Regions from separate parts of the Anser cygnoides genome. Here all the other regions are linked to region 1. A link is a contact called in public Hi-C data. All regions are on one chromosome and are shown on one strand. Each heading gives the region's core, a stretch centred on a gene start, on an enhancer-like site or on the middle of the called end of the contact. The rest is flanking DNA. Distances are from core to core; before and after follow the strand shown.

Region 1 (4,285 bases), core at 997-3,496:
ATCAAAAGCACAGTTATCAATTTGTTCTTCCTTCTTCTAAGAAACTGTATGTGCCATCATTAATACAGATGACAGTCCTGGTACTGTTTGCTTTGCTTTCTTCCAAGCTACCTGTCCACCTCTAGCTTTTATATTTGAAATACATTTTAATTAATGTTGTTGTTACTTGCTACCTTGGAAAACTCTCACAGTTGCCTTCTACCAAGAATGCCAAGAACAGAAAGTGGCTGCAATGTGTAAGTATTGAAATACAGAAGATCTCAAACTGCAGAACAAAGAAGGAATTTCTGTCACAAAAGCATTTGATCAGTGTGAGTGACTTTATCAAGAATATGCTTATCCATGAGTGTAGCTGTAAGTCGATGAAATAATGGATCAATGAAAACCTCATGTTTTACACTAAGTGCACAGTTACATTAGGAATAACTAAGAAAGCTAGTTACACAAAGTAGCAAAAAGCAACACTGAAAAGTGGAGACAGAAAGTAGAAGAAACAGTAGAGGACTGGATGCACGGTACAAGTTTCTTAAAAAAGATGATACGTATATGTAAAATTATTTAAAGACAAGTTAGAAGAAAAATATGTAATAGGACATGGTATTGGGCAGCCTTAAAAAGTGAAATAAGGACGCTGAAGAAGATAAACATAGCAGAACACAAGTCACACAGACAAGCAAACAACAAAGGTCAGCATGGCCCAAATAGATGGACGTTGAATGTAAATAAAGTTGGACTATATTAGATTGCTAGTTCTGTGGAAAGGTGCAACTAACCTCAGGTTATGGAGAGAAGAGGATTTGTAAAGAAACGGGTCATGATACCACTCTGCTTTTGATCTCAGCACACATAGAGAGGTGAAAAGTAGCCGCAAAACTGTAAGATTCAGAAAACCCGAAAATTTGTAGACTTTCATTTTCATAGTGATATGAATATAAGAAATTTGATGTGATGAGGAAACGACCTCTTTTTAGGTTCTTACACTTACCTCCTGCCAAAGTATCCAAGGCTTAAGAAAACATGACAGGACCTCCAACTTTGAGCAACATATACAGCAAAATCTTGATATGCAATAAACTTATTAATGTTTTCTGATTCTGCTGTATATTTTCCTTAGGATCAGAAAACAACTTCAATAGTTTATGATTTTTCCCTTAAAACACAAATGATGCTTTAAAACAGAGAGATTACCAATTTGAGGTTACACAACAAATTAATGCCATAAAACTAGATTAAACAGCCCTGACTCCAGTGCTGTAGAAAATGTGAACAATTTGATGTTTTGAGAATCCAGTTTTGGCTCCAAAAAATAAACTTGCCCCCAAATGCCTGATGATACCAAGGATGTGGAGAGAGAATGAGAAAGAAAAGTATATGTGGTGATTCACTATGAAGAAACAGATTATTTCTCAACCAACTGCAGCTTCAGCCCTGCTACTCCTGGCATACATATTTGAAAGAAATATGAATATTTGAGAAATGGACTGACCTATGCACACAATCTGATACTACAATGACAAAAATGCAACATTCAAAAGCATTTAAATATTTTTAAAAGCCTTTATGAAAAGCTTTTCTCAGACTAAAAGCAGATACCTTGATTTTAACTGCATTGTGTTCTGCATTTAAAAGGTTGACCAGAGTAATTGTCATTCCAGCATCAACCATTGCACCAGTACAGGCTCTAAACGTAAGATCGACCCGAACCTGCATGAGGTACCGACACTTCATCGCAGTATCAGGTGTCTTTTTGAGGGCTATGTCCCCAGAGGGGATGATCTAATCTAAACACGGTTCTGCTGGCATGGGTGTTTTGTTGGGATAACTCAACGTGTCAAACTGTTATCGACTCTGAGGGAAAAAGCACTGCGCGAGTCTAACTGGTTTTGTAGGGGCTGGCTGGCACGGCCGCACCTGGTGTGGCTCCGACTGACGGTGTCAGGGATTGTTTGCCCGTACTCACACAGCTGACGGCTTGTTCCGCCCTCTCAACGTTAACCCTGGCAGCTGCTCGCATGGCCCTAAAAAACAGCAGGGCAAAACTCACACGAGAAAGCTCTCGGGAAGGTTTATTTCGTGTTGCCTCCACAGGCGGGCAGCGCCCACCCCGTGCGCGGCGGGGGGGCCACAGCGCAGGCCCAGGCTCCCGACCCAGGGGCGCGGCCGGGACCCCGGGAGGCCCCTCAGGAGGCCCGGCCTCCGGTGGCGGGGCGAGGCTGCGGCCGGGGAACCTCCCCCTTGCCTTTCACCCGCTGCCCGCGGCCGGCGCTCCGCCGGGGCCTGAGGACGGATCCGTTCGCCGTCGCTCCCATTGCACAACCCGCCCGCGGCCCGCCCCTCGTCCCGGCATTCCCAGCGCACGCTCGCCTCGGCACGGCTCGGCTCGGCTCGGCGGGGCTCCGCGCCTGCACTCGCGCCATGGCCGCCTACAGCAAGTACCTCACCGTGCGCCATTCCGCCATCGCCGGCGCCACCACGGCCGCCGCCTGCGCGCTGCTCTGCCTGCTCAACAAGCGGCGGGCGGCCGCCCAGCACGGGTGAGCGGGCCGGGCCGAGCCGGGCCAGGGAGGGTGGGGGGCGGCCCCGGGGGGACGGAGCCGGAGCCGGGGCAGGGGCCGGGGCCGGGGCCGGCCTCGGCCCGGAGGCCCGAGCCGGGGCAGCTGCCGGCCTCCTCCCGGGGAGAGAGGTCTGCAGGGAGGCTCCGGAGCTCCCCATCCTCTAGGTGCGGCCGCGCATCCAAGCGCCGCCACCTCGTTGCTCAAATTCTCCTCGTTTGTTCCATTTTCCCCTCAGTGGACTAACAGTGACGAGCAGCTGACTTTTTAGGTGCGTGCTGTCTGCACAGGCAAGTAGTGGAGCCGAGTTGTTGCTCAAACACGGCCGGGTGGCAGTAGGGTACGCTGACAGCCCTTATGAAGAGCTTGTAGCTGCTTCTCGTGCCCGTGAGGGTGTTGTACAGGTACATGTGTGCTCCTGTCTGTTTGCCAGCCCTCTGTGAAGCACCTGGCTACCACAACGTGCGGCAGATCAAGGATGTGCTCCTGACTCAATCCTTTGATGATTTCAGTGTCTTTGTGGATGTAGTTTGCTGATCATATACAGAAGACCTGCTGTGTTACGGTGGTACAGTTAGATGTTGTGTGGTTGCTATAATCTTATCCCAGTGCTAAATCTTGATGGTGAAATGGGCTTACCCAATAGACTTAAGTAATAACATACCTGCAGTTAGGCAACAATCCAGTGTTATTTTACCTAACTCCTTACATGTACGTGATATCTTTAGAGCTTTGTGAAGTTAAGTAACTTTGTCATGTAACACACGAGTGATCAGTAGCATAACCCTTTACGGAATTTGCTACGTTTTGTTGCTTCCATAAGAATAGAAGCGAGATCCCAAGTAGAGTTACTCTTTTATCAAACTCATAGGGAAGGATGGTCTTTTTCAAGTATCTCTGCTGAGGTTAGTGAAGTAACACTGTAAAAAGGTGAAAAGCTATATAGAAGGGCTTGAAAGTGATGAGCTGGGAATATTATTGGTACTGTAATGCAAGATTTTCACACTTAGCGTATGGTAATGGTGTTTGTAAGAAAGACAAGGCCAAGCAGATATTCTGGGAGAATCTACTTCAGATTCTTCAGATGAAGAGTGTGCTTTTAAAGAGAACCTCCTGATTGCTTTCCCTTTGTTGAGGAGCACACACTAGATTACATTCAGTTTGGAACACATCTTCAAATGTAGATGGAGGTCAAGTGTAGTTTTGAAGTACATTTAGTATACTCTAAGCGCTAGTATTGAGTTGATAGAGTAGGCTAGAACTTGTCCAAAGTCATCTCCCTACCCCTGAAATCTGTAATGTGGTTTACGTCCACCTTTAGTCTCATTAGTTCATGTATCATTCATTTCCTAATGCTTTGTTGCTAATAAATTATAGCATACTTTTGGGAAGGACTGTCATTGTGCCAAATCTTTATGTATTCCAGCATACTTGTGCTGGTATATGGTATTGGCATATAATAATGTGGTAAACCATCATGCAGTAATGATAAAAAATCTCCAGGGCCTAGTATGCCCTCTAATTTGTGTTGCGTCTTTCTCAGAGTCTTTGAGAGAGAGAGAGAGAAGTTGAGAGAGTATGGCTGGCCTAAATTTATTTACTTCTTCAAAAGGAGAAGGATTTTGTCTGGCAATCTATGTAGTCTGGATAAGAACTGTATTGTATCTGCAGCGTGAGGTTGGCTCAGAAAGGCATGTGAATAGTAGCAACCTATGGGATAGTTTAGTTTTACG
Region 2 (4,740 bases), core at 748-3,247, 190 kb before region 1:
GAAGTTTAAGACATAACACTGTGAGAACACTCTGTGAACACAAATGCGGTACATTCTGTCCTTGTCACTTAAAACACTAGGAAAAAAATAACTGACTCGAAAGGCAAGAAAGAACTGGCTTGCCCCCCCAAACAGATACCCATGATGCTGGCAGTCTTTAACATTATGTTATGTCAAAATATGTTATCTTTTCCTTTCTGAGGAAAAGTTAAAAGGTGATAAAGATGTATCATTTACTACTGCTTTGCAACACTCACACCTTGTATTTCTACTGCAGTTAGTATGAACAAACCTCTGCCTCCAAAGCACACCACCATCACCTCTTGACACACGTGGAAAGCACAGCATATGACTCCAAATACAGTTACATCCCTAAACTCCTAGCCCTAGGGTTCATATTTTGAAAAATGTTGGCTTACATTCTTACACTAAGAACTATAGACACTAACTACACTGAATAGAAGTGATAAAAGCTGATTTATTTCTGATAAATAATGCTAATTATTTGCTTTTGGAGTACCAGCAACTCTGGGAAGTTGGCAGCCTTATGTTTAAATGCAGATTTCTCTGTAAACAAATGGAGAGAAATACCTTAACTGATTAGTTACGCACATTGGCCATTCTTTATGTAATAGCTTTCCAAAAGTTACTGGACAGGCACATTGTAATAGGCAGCCTTATTTTGCTACAAAATCTAATCCTCTTTCACATAGATCACAGAATGCTGTAATAAGTAACTAGGACAAATTAAAAAGCTATTACCACATGACAAAAGTATGATGAATTCTCCCACCTTATTACATCATCCTCTCAGACAGTCACCTTTCTTACCGCTTGCTCTCAATTAACATGCCCTCAACCAGCTCCTGACACACGACCTGTGTCACTACCAGGCTTTAACCAGCTGCAATGAAAGCTCTTGTGTCTGGTCAGCGACCATTCCCTAAGCACTGTGCTGTGACCAGACAACAAACACAGTGGTTTCGAAGCCTGTGGCCGCAGGATCTCCAACCATTTACACAGAATTATTGCAAAGGTTGACACATACTGTTTAAGATATGGTTTTCAAGTATTAATTAAAACGATCTTTCAGGTTTTTTTTGAAACAAAGGACCACTATAGTCTTTAGAGAAGACAGCAATGACCGAATTTCCCCAAGATGTGTCACCACCAGCGAATTATTAAGACTAATTCCAAGTTATAAAGGAGAATTTCGGTTTCATCCTTTGCAGTGGCGGTTTCTAACTACTGACACATCTATCGCCACAGAAGCATCAGGAATCCCGCTGCCATTACAGAGAGCCCTTTCTCCTGTCAGCTTTCGATCCTTTACCCCCCGAGGCCACCAGCGCGGCGCGGCTGGGCTCCGCCAGGAGGCGACCCCACCACAGCCGGGCCTTTCCGACGGGCGGCCAGCGCCCCGGGGGCAGCTCCGGCCTGCGGCGGGACGGGCTCCCCGCGGCAACCCGAGCCGGGCCCAGCACCGCTCGGCTCCGCTCCCCAGCGGGCCCGGCGGCGCTGCGGGGCGCCAGCAGGCAGCCAGTAGCCCCGGCACCGGCTGAGGGTTCCCGGGCGTTCCCTCAGGCCCCGCCGCAGCCCCCCCCGGGCCTTCCCCCAGCACCTCCCGCGGGAAAGCCCCGGGGCCGGCAGCCGCCGCGCTCACCTCCTCGCTGGGGGTGGCCGGGCACTTCTTGCGGCCGCAGCCCCAGTTGAGCAGGTTGCCGGTCTGCAGGTTGAGGGTGGCCGCACGCTCCAGCAGGGTGCGGGCGCTGTCCGTCCCCATGGCGAAGCCCCGCGGTACCTGCCGGGGCGGGCAGCGCAGCGCCGTGACTCAGCACCCGGGGCGGGCGGCGGGGACGCTCCGCAGCCGGACCCGGTCACACGGCGAGGACAATGGGCGGCGGGGCGGGCCCAGCCCGGCGAGCGGCGGGCGGACCGGGCACGGCTCGCCCCGCCGCCGCCACCCCGCGCGCCTGCGCGCCGCCCGGCCCCGGCCCCGGCCCTCAGCGGCCCTCAGCGGCAGCGCCCCCTGGGCGCCGGGGGCGGGCGGGACGCGGACTCCCGCGAGCCCACGGGGGAACGGAGGCCCCGGCCCAGCCCGGGAAGGGCCCGGTCCTGCGGGATGGCGGCCGAGGTAGGTCCCCGAGCGCGGCCCCTTCCCGGCACCGCCGCTTGGGCTGCGCCGTGGAGTCACTGAAGCGGCCCAACCCGTGCTAGTGTGATCGCGGCGCCGTAAGTGACGAATGGTGGCTGCCAGGGGGTGGGCTGCCAGGCCCGCGCAGGGAGCCGAGCGCTTACTTCATCAAACCCGAGGTTTGATCAAACCTCGCTACCTTGCTCCAGCTGGGTGAAGCCTGAAGGATTGCGGCGTGGGGATTTTTTGTCCAAGGCTGGGTTTCTTCTGGAATGATGGACCCTGAGCGCTAAAGTCCTTCTGTGCTACAGATTCAGAAGGGGGGATCTGTAAGTGAGGTTCAGGGGAGCATGAGGCTGTAGGTTGCAATGTTGTCAGCACTGGAATTCGAATGGTCTGTTACAGGTTTTCCTTCTCCAGGTGGTACGCCGTGCTGATCTGGAGGGACCGTTTGCACGACCTGTTGGTCTGAAGTACTGTCCGAGAGCTTTCTGATAGAAGGTTAGCTTAAATGGCTTTTATATTTGTGTTCTGGTTGCTTTTCTGTATTTACCTTGATTACTTTCACATATTGGAGATAGTTTTCCTCAGTATATGAACGCAAGCCATTTGGAAGACAAATATACCGAAAGAACGTCTGCTTCTTTAGAAAGGCAGTAATTCTGTTTTCCTTTAACATAAAAATCCAGAAGGTCTAACCAGATCCCAGCGCTAACCATCCAAACACATAATTGCCTTGAAAAGGAGCACACACCTTCACACACCTTCAGCCGGTCTTCACACCGGTAGTAAATTCTGTCCCATTGGATGTTTCTGATCCGCCCTCAGGCTTGCTAGTAGGGGCCTCATGCTTTGTGCATCTGAAATTTATTCTTCAATATTTTGTTTAAGAAGCTTTGATGGGTATAATCCTATGGAAGCAGATAAAATTTGGGGTTAGCAGAGGGCTTCCAAAGAGCGCATGGTATAAACCTTTCTGTATAATGGAAACTTAGAGCCATGAAAAAGCAATGTTTCTTTATAGCAGGTAGAATCCGCTAATGTTTAATTACTTTAGCTCTCACAAGAGGATAATGGAATAAATACTAGTTGGAGGAAAAAACAATACCAGCCTCTGTACTGCTTAATGCTATGAGCTTAATTCTGACAGCAACGGGAGCACGTCACAGAAGAAGGGACCCAGCCCAGGTCTGCTGTCTGTCAAATCACACAGAAATGGGAGGTATGCTAGCAGAAAAAGAAAGGAGGGTGTTTTCTGGCTCTTGATCAGTTGTGGGTTTTGCTGGTTATCTCATTTCTCTACCTCTGATCGGCACACACCGTGAAGCACTACTGATTCCTGCAGTACCCCCGTGCCTCTCAAAGAAAAATAAAGCACCCTTTCGAATCAAACGCCGCCGAGTCGTGGCTCTGAACCTGCTTTTCCCCGTGTTTGAAGGCTGCGGGACGCCTTGCTGCCAGCGCCCCGCAGTGCTGCTGCCGCCCGGGGCCCAGCGGCTCGCCCACACCGGGGCGGGGCGGGGCGGCCGGGGGGGGCCGGGCGCTGGCTGAACGGGGCGGGGCGGGGCCGGGAGGGTGCCGCGGCGGCGGGAGGCGGCGGCCCGCAGGATGGGCGGCAGAGCCGGCTTCTTCGAGGTGGGCGCGGGCGGCCGGGGGGAGCGGGGCGGCGGGAGCGGGAGGGGAGCGCCGGGAGCCGGGGCGGCACCGGGGCGAGGGGGCGGCCTGGGACGGGACGGGGCGGGGACGGGGGTCCCCGAGCGGTGCCCCGGGGCTCCGGGCTCCTTGCGGTCTGCGGGGCGGCGCTGGCGGCGCGCCTCGGCCGGACCAGGAATGTTCCGGGCACCTGGTGGCTCGGCTCGGGGCAGGAACGTGCCGCCGGGCGGCTCGGCTCGGCTCGGCCCGGCCCGGCCCGGCCCGGCTCGGCCCGGCTCGGCTCGGCACCGCGGCGGGGCTCAGAGGAGCACAGCCTGGCGCGGCCGCAAGGGGTTGGGGCCCCTCTCTCCCTGTGCACGCTGCAAGTGCGGAGTGACATGCACCTGGGGAGCGGGACGGGCGAGGATCCGCTTACATAAACAGCCCCACCAACTCTGCTGGAATTATGTTGGCTAATGCACAATCTCTTAAGAGTGGCTTGTGTTACCCAAAGAGGTTGGTGCTAGCCTACCGGTGGCAATCCTAACTATGTTTCTGCAGGTTTACACTTCATTTTCTCCAGCACAGGACTCACCTAAAATTGAATGCGTTTTTTTCCCTGTGCAAAATACAAAGCAATTGTTACTATAACATTAACAGAGTCTAAAAAAAAATCAGAAACAAAACTGCTTTTGTAGTTACTTACCATGACCTAAAAGTTCAGATGTTGCTTTTCAAAGCTATGAAAGCTTTTTGGATGTCACTAACGCTTCCGCAAATTAAGCTGACTCTAGCCATTGTGGGTGCGTGGTGGGCACCTGCAGTGCCTTTTCCCCTGCAATACTCGCTTCCCTGTTTTTTGTTTTTTTTTTTTTTTTTTTTTTTTTTTAGGAAAAATGACCGTGCTTTTCACTGCCTCCTGCATTTCTATCACTGTCCCAAGGTCCTGTGATATCCAAATGCAGGATCAGGCA
Region 3 (4,686 bases), core at 895-3,394, 210 kb after region 1:
GGTAGGAGTGAAAATTGGAAGCGATAATGGCATTTGCTATTTTTAAGTACTTTGCATTTTCAGGGTCTCTCTAGTACAACATAAATCAATTTCATTTATTTAGCTCACTTTTAGCAACATAAAATCCAGTATGTACAGAATGGCACTTTAGCTGAACTTTAGTGAAAATGATTATCAATAGCTAGAAAATCAAAGGCACATGCTGATCTTAAAAATAACCTTTTAAAGAATCACTTCTAAATTGCCTTGAATTAGAATGTCAAGTTGAGATCAATTTATCTTATAAGAGCATATTTAACGAGTTACCTGGGAATTGGAGAACTTTTCAGCCCTTTTTTGTTCAAAAGAACGTATTTTAGCTTCACTCATCTTATCTGAGTCTGCAAAAATATAATGTCTAGGCGAGTATGACTCTGACAAACAACTAAGTAACCTCAGGATTTCTGTTGTGTGCCCTCCTGTAAAAACAAAATAAACTGCTGTTAGTACATGAAATATTATGTAACTTTCCATTTCTTCAGTTGAATTAGTCGCTTTCCCTTTTAAAATTTTTTAGTACTAATAGTATCAGTCACACTCTTCTGAAAGGAGAAGATTCAATTAAAGGATGATTGAGACTGTTTAAGTAACATAATGGCAATTCAGGTCCCACTGAAGCTATATGGATGGAAGTTCTTCAGTTAAATGAGATTGAAACAGGATCATACAGAAGTGAGACATTTGTGTTTAATGTCCTATATAACACGCAAAAATAATTGGGTAGAGTTACACTGCAGTCCATATTCAGAGACCATACCCAAGTCCAGCTGTCAAAATAAAACTGAATAGGAGCTGCACCTTGGATGTGTAACTCTCACTGACCCGCCCGAGTGTTCAGCCTATGGCCTGGGAGACCAGATTCGGGGACTGCGCCGTCCCAGCTTGTAATGCTGGAAACGAGCAGGCAGCAATTTCACTCTGCAGCTAGGTCAGCGCAAAAGCTGAATGCCACGCACCAGACAGTCCAGCCCCAGCCAAAATGCCTCACCTACTGCCCTCGCATGGGTGTCGAGCTTTTAACTGCAAGGTCACTTTGTTCGGGGAGCTGAACTGGCAGTAGGCTGAAGAGAAGGGCATGTTCTTTTTTTTTTTTTTTTTGTCAGTTTAGTTTCTAGAACTGGGGGTATATGAATAACGGTGAAGTGGGGAGGGGGAAGACGGTGTGGCTGTGTAGAAGGAAGTCTGCTCACCTGGGGCTGGATCAGCCTAACATCAGGCTGCACCCCGAAGTATGTACACGAGCGTTTATGGGATGTGTTGCTTTGTGCGCTGCTGGAAGTTGCAGACCAGAACAGTGAGCTGGACGTATCCCTGCTGCCTCCTGTTGTCGGCTTTCATCAGCCTCCTCTGAGACCTTTGCTATTGAAGCCAGGTGTCCCGGCCCAGCAAGGATCTGACGCTGCTGGACGAGGAGCAAGAATTTGCTCCCTCCCCACATGATTTTATGCACCAGTTTTCAAACATTTTTGGAGGGATTTTCTCGTAAGCGATGGCTTGTTGAAGCTTTCACAGATTTTAATAAAGTCGTCTGAGCATTCAAAGAAGTCTGTAATAATGGGTCTGAGCGTTGTGTGAATCTTAACCGACTGATGAATTTCTTCACCTGGGAAACCTTTTTATTTATTTTTTTAATATGTGCAAACTAGATTTGACAGGACTGAAGAAAAACAAGCACATTACCAGTCCTGGCCGGAGTAAAATCACCTGACGTTACAAAAACGCCGTCAAACAGCACAAAGACCGGCATTATTTTCTCGCCGGTCAGCGTGTAAGAAGCCCAGGGCTACGGCTCCACCGCGACTACAACTCCCGGCACGCACCGGGACGCCCAGTGAACCCCGCAGTCGCCCTCGCTCCGCGCTGCATGCCGGGAGCTGTAGTTCCCGCCGTCCTCCGCGGGCTCCCCGCCGCGCGACCCGCTGGCGGCGACCCCTACTCACCGGAGCCGGCCACCACCAGCAGGCTGAGGGGAGGCGCCCGCCGCCCACGCCGTCTCCTTGCCAGGAACGCCAAGGGGACGAGCAGGAGGAGGAGGAGGAGCAGGATGGCGGCGGTGCCGCTCAGCAGGGGCAGCGGCGGCTCCATGGCGCGGCCGCGGGCGGCACCTCCCGGCCTACGGCGGCCGGCGCGGCTCAAAGCTCCCCGCTGGGCGGGAGCGCGGGCACCGGCACGGCAGCCCCCACAGCCCCAGGGCAGGCAGACACCGGCGTGAGGTGAGGGCTTCTGTGCCGCTGGCCCTCCGTGCGGCAGGAGGTGTAGCCCCCGTGATTAAGTTATACGGTACGAAATACCCGCGTGGTTCCGCTGGGTCTTGAGGGAGTTTGCAAACACACGCAGACATGACCCCTATCCAGGTATGTATGCGTACGTGGAATTACCGCTCACATACCGTACAACGATGCATAGACACAGGAACGTCGGTGTTCTGCCGCCTCTCACGAGCCCTGTTTGTATTTCTTCTAACGCTTTAGCCTTTCATTCCAGTAGGAAACGTGAAGCACCACACCGGCATTCATTCCATCCCTGTCAGCAGCCAGCCGTTGGCGAGGAGGTTGTGATCGTGCAGCCGTTGGGACTAATTTCAGATGAGGTGTGCGTTTGCTAAAAGAGAGTAGGAGATCAAGAGAGAGTAAGAGAGTAGGAGATCTGGTTGGAGGCTGGTCACTAGTGGTGTCCCCCAGGGCTCGGTACTGGGGCCAGCCCTCTTTAATATCTTTATTGACGATCTGGATGAGGGCGTCCAGTGCACCCTCAGTAAGTTTGCAGATGACACCAAGCTAAGTGCGTGTGTCGATCTGCTCGAGGGAAGGAAGGCTCTGCAGGAGGATCTGGATAGGCTGGACCGATGGGCTGAGGTCAACTGCATGAAGTTCAACAAGGCCAAGTGCCGGGTCCTGCACCTGGGGCGCAACAACCCCAAGCAGAGCTACAGGCTGGGAGATGAGTGGCTGGAAAGCTGCCTGGCCGAGAAGGACCTGGGAGTATTGGTGGATAGTCGGCTGAATATGAGCCAGCAGTGTGCCCAGGTGGCCAAGAAGGCCAACAGCATCCTGGCCTGTATAAGAAGCAGTTTGGCCAGCAGGTCTAGGGAAGTGATTGTGCCCCTGTACTCGGCTCTGGTGAGGCCGCACCTCGAGTACTGTGTTCAATTTTGGGCCCCTCGCTACAAGAAGGACATGGACGTGCTCGAGAGAGTCCAGAGAAGGGCAACGAAGCTGGTGAGGAGTCTGGAGAACAAGTCTTACGAGGAGCGGCTGAGGGAGCTGGGCTTGTTCAGCCTGGAGAAGAGGAGGCTCAGGGGCGACCTCATCGCTCTCTACAGTTACCTTAAAGGAGGCTGTAGAGAGGTGGGGGTTGGTCTGTTCTCCCACGTGCCTGGTGACAGGACGAGGGGGAATGGGCGAAAGTTGCGACAGGGGAGTTTTAGGTTGGATGTTAGGAAGTACTTCTTTACCGAAAGGGTTATTAAGCATTGGAATGGGCTGCCCAGGGAGGTGGTGGAGTCACCATCCCTGGAGGTCTTTAAAAGACGTTTAGATGTAGAGCTTAGCGACATGGTTTAGTGGAGTACTTAGTGTTAGGTCGGAGGTTGGACTCGATGATCTTGAGGTCTCTTCCAACCTAGAAGTCTGTGATACTGTGATACTGTGTGATATCACACTTTATGGTTAGGAAAGAGCAAACTCCAGTGGTGTCTGTTCATCGCTGCCCTTAAGCCACCTGCCAGGGAGGAAGGCTCAGCGATTGGCCTTGCAATGGGGATCGATGAGCTCGAGAACTTCTTGGAGACTTCACAAACACAATAGACCAGATGCCTGCACCTGTCTGTTGTGGTTTCTCTGGTTGTTGTATTTTTTTTTTCTTGTTCATTCTTAGCAAGTTTTTGTATCCCCATCAGCCTTGGAAGCTGAACATTTCTTTCTCATTTTTAATGAAAACTTGTGTCAGCCATGGATTCAAGTAATTCTTGCATAATTTATGAGTAAATTGTATAATTCCTAGCTACCGTTTGCCGTCTTAGGATCTGAAGTAAAGTGAATTTTTCCAATTCATGTCTTGCAGTTCTACACGTTATCCTCTGTCCTTCTTTTTAAAGTCAGTGAGGTATGTAAATTGGCAGTTGTCTGAAGCAGAGACTATTAAAAAGTGTTGCCATAGTAAGGTCTTCCACCCAAGTGAGTAACCTGTTTGTAGACAGCCTCACAAAAAATATCTCACTACTTAATCATTACTGACATTTGGAAGCAACAAGGCTTTAATTAATAGTTACATTGATGATGCACGAATCTCAAAAATTAGTTTTGCTTTCCTCTTAATTAGCTACATAAAACTAATGATTAGGGACAATAGAGATACATGCTCCTAAATTACAGAAGAGGAAGAAAGCACCACAGTCCTTTTTCAGAAAATAAACTACTGTGTTAAAACAAGTTAGTAAGCTCTGTAGGCAATGTAACTACTAATTTTGTCTGCAGTGGTATCCATCCCTCTTAAATGTTCTTCAGTGAAATATGTGTTCCTTGGACTACGAAACTGACAAGCTGACCGTTCAAAGCAAAGGTCCCGACTTTCAAGGCGTCTAGAAAGCTGACCAGTGAGTTTGCCTCATAATCTCCTAGAACAAGTGCTGGAAGTCCTAATCATTGG

The links. Hi-C and Micro-C count contacts between places; a contact is called where the count stands out from the background.
Region 2: a Hi-C map of liver shows a contact between it and region 1, with 3 times the contacts expected there. The contact joins the promoter of LOC106039444 here to the promoter of ABCD3 in region 1. A contact is called at or near these places in 2 of 7 Hi-C or Micro-C datasets (both in liver).
Region 3: a contact with region 1 is called in a Hi-C map of liver, with 2.7 times the contacts expected there. The contact joins the promoter of TLCD4 here to the promoter of ABCD3 in region 1. A contact is called at or near these places in 2 of 7 Hi-C or Micro-C datasets (both in liver).

The regions. Positions count from the first base shown.
Region 1 is chr8:2,514,684-2,518,968 of Taihu_goose_T2T_genome, forward strand. ABCD3 (ATP binding cassette subfamily D member 3) reads left to right here and starts at 2,247. Exons shown (of 23, transcript XM_048067267.2): 1 at 2,247-2,534. The coding sequence starts at 2,416.
Region 2 is chr8:2,329,442-2,334,181 of Taihu_goose_T2T_genome, forward strand. LOC106039444 (very-long-chain enoyl-CoA reductase) reads left to right here and starts at 1,998. Exons shown (of 14, transcript XM_048067270.2): 1 at 1,998-2,134; 2 at 2,540-2,635. GCLM (glutamate-cysteine ligase modifier subunit) reads right to left here and starts at 1,956. Exons shown (of 7, transcript XM_048067050.2): 1 at 1,664-1,956. The coding sequence starts at 1,783.
Region 3 is chr8:2,728,862-2,733,547 of Taihu_goose_T2T_genome, forward strand. It overlaps TLCD4 (TLC domain containing 4), which reads left to right and starts at 2,145. Exons shown (of 7, transcript XM_067001626.1): 1 at 2,145-2,252. It overlaps ALG14 (ALG14 UDP-N-acetylglucosaminyltransferase subunit), which reads right to left and starts at 2,124. Exons shown (of 4, transcript XM_048067279.2): 1 at 1,980-2,124; 2 at 307-458. The coding sequence starts at 2,124.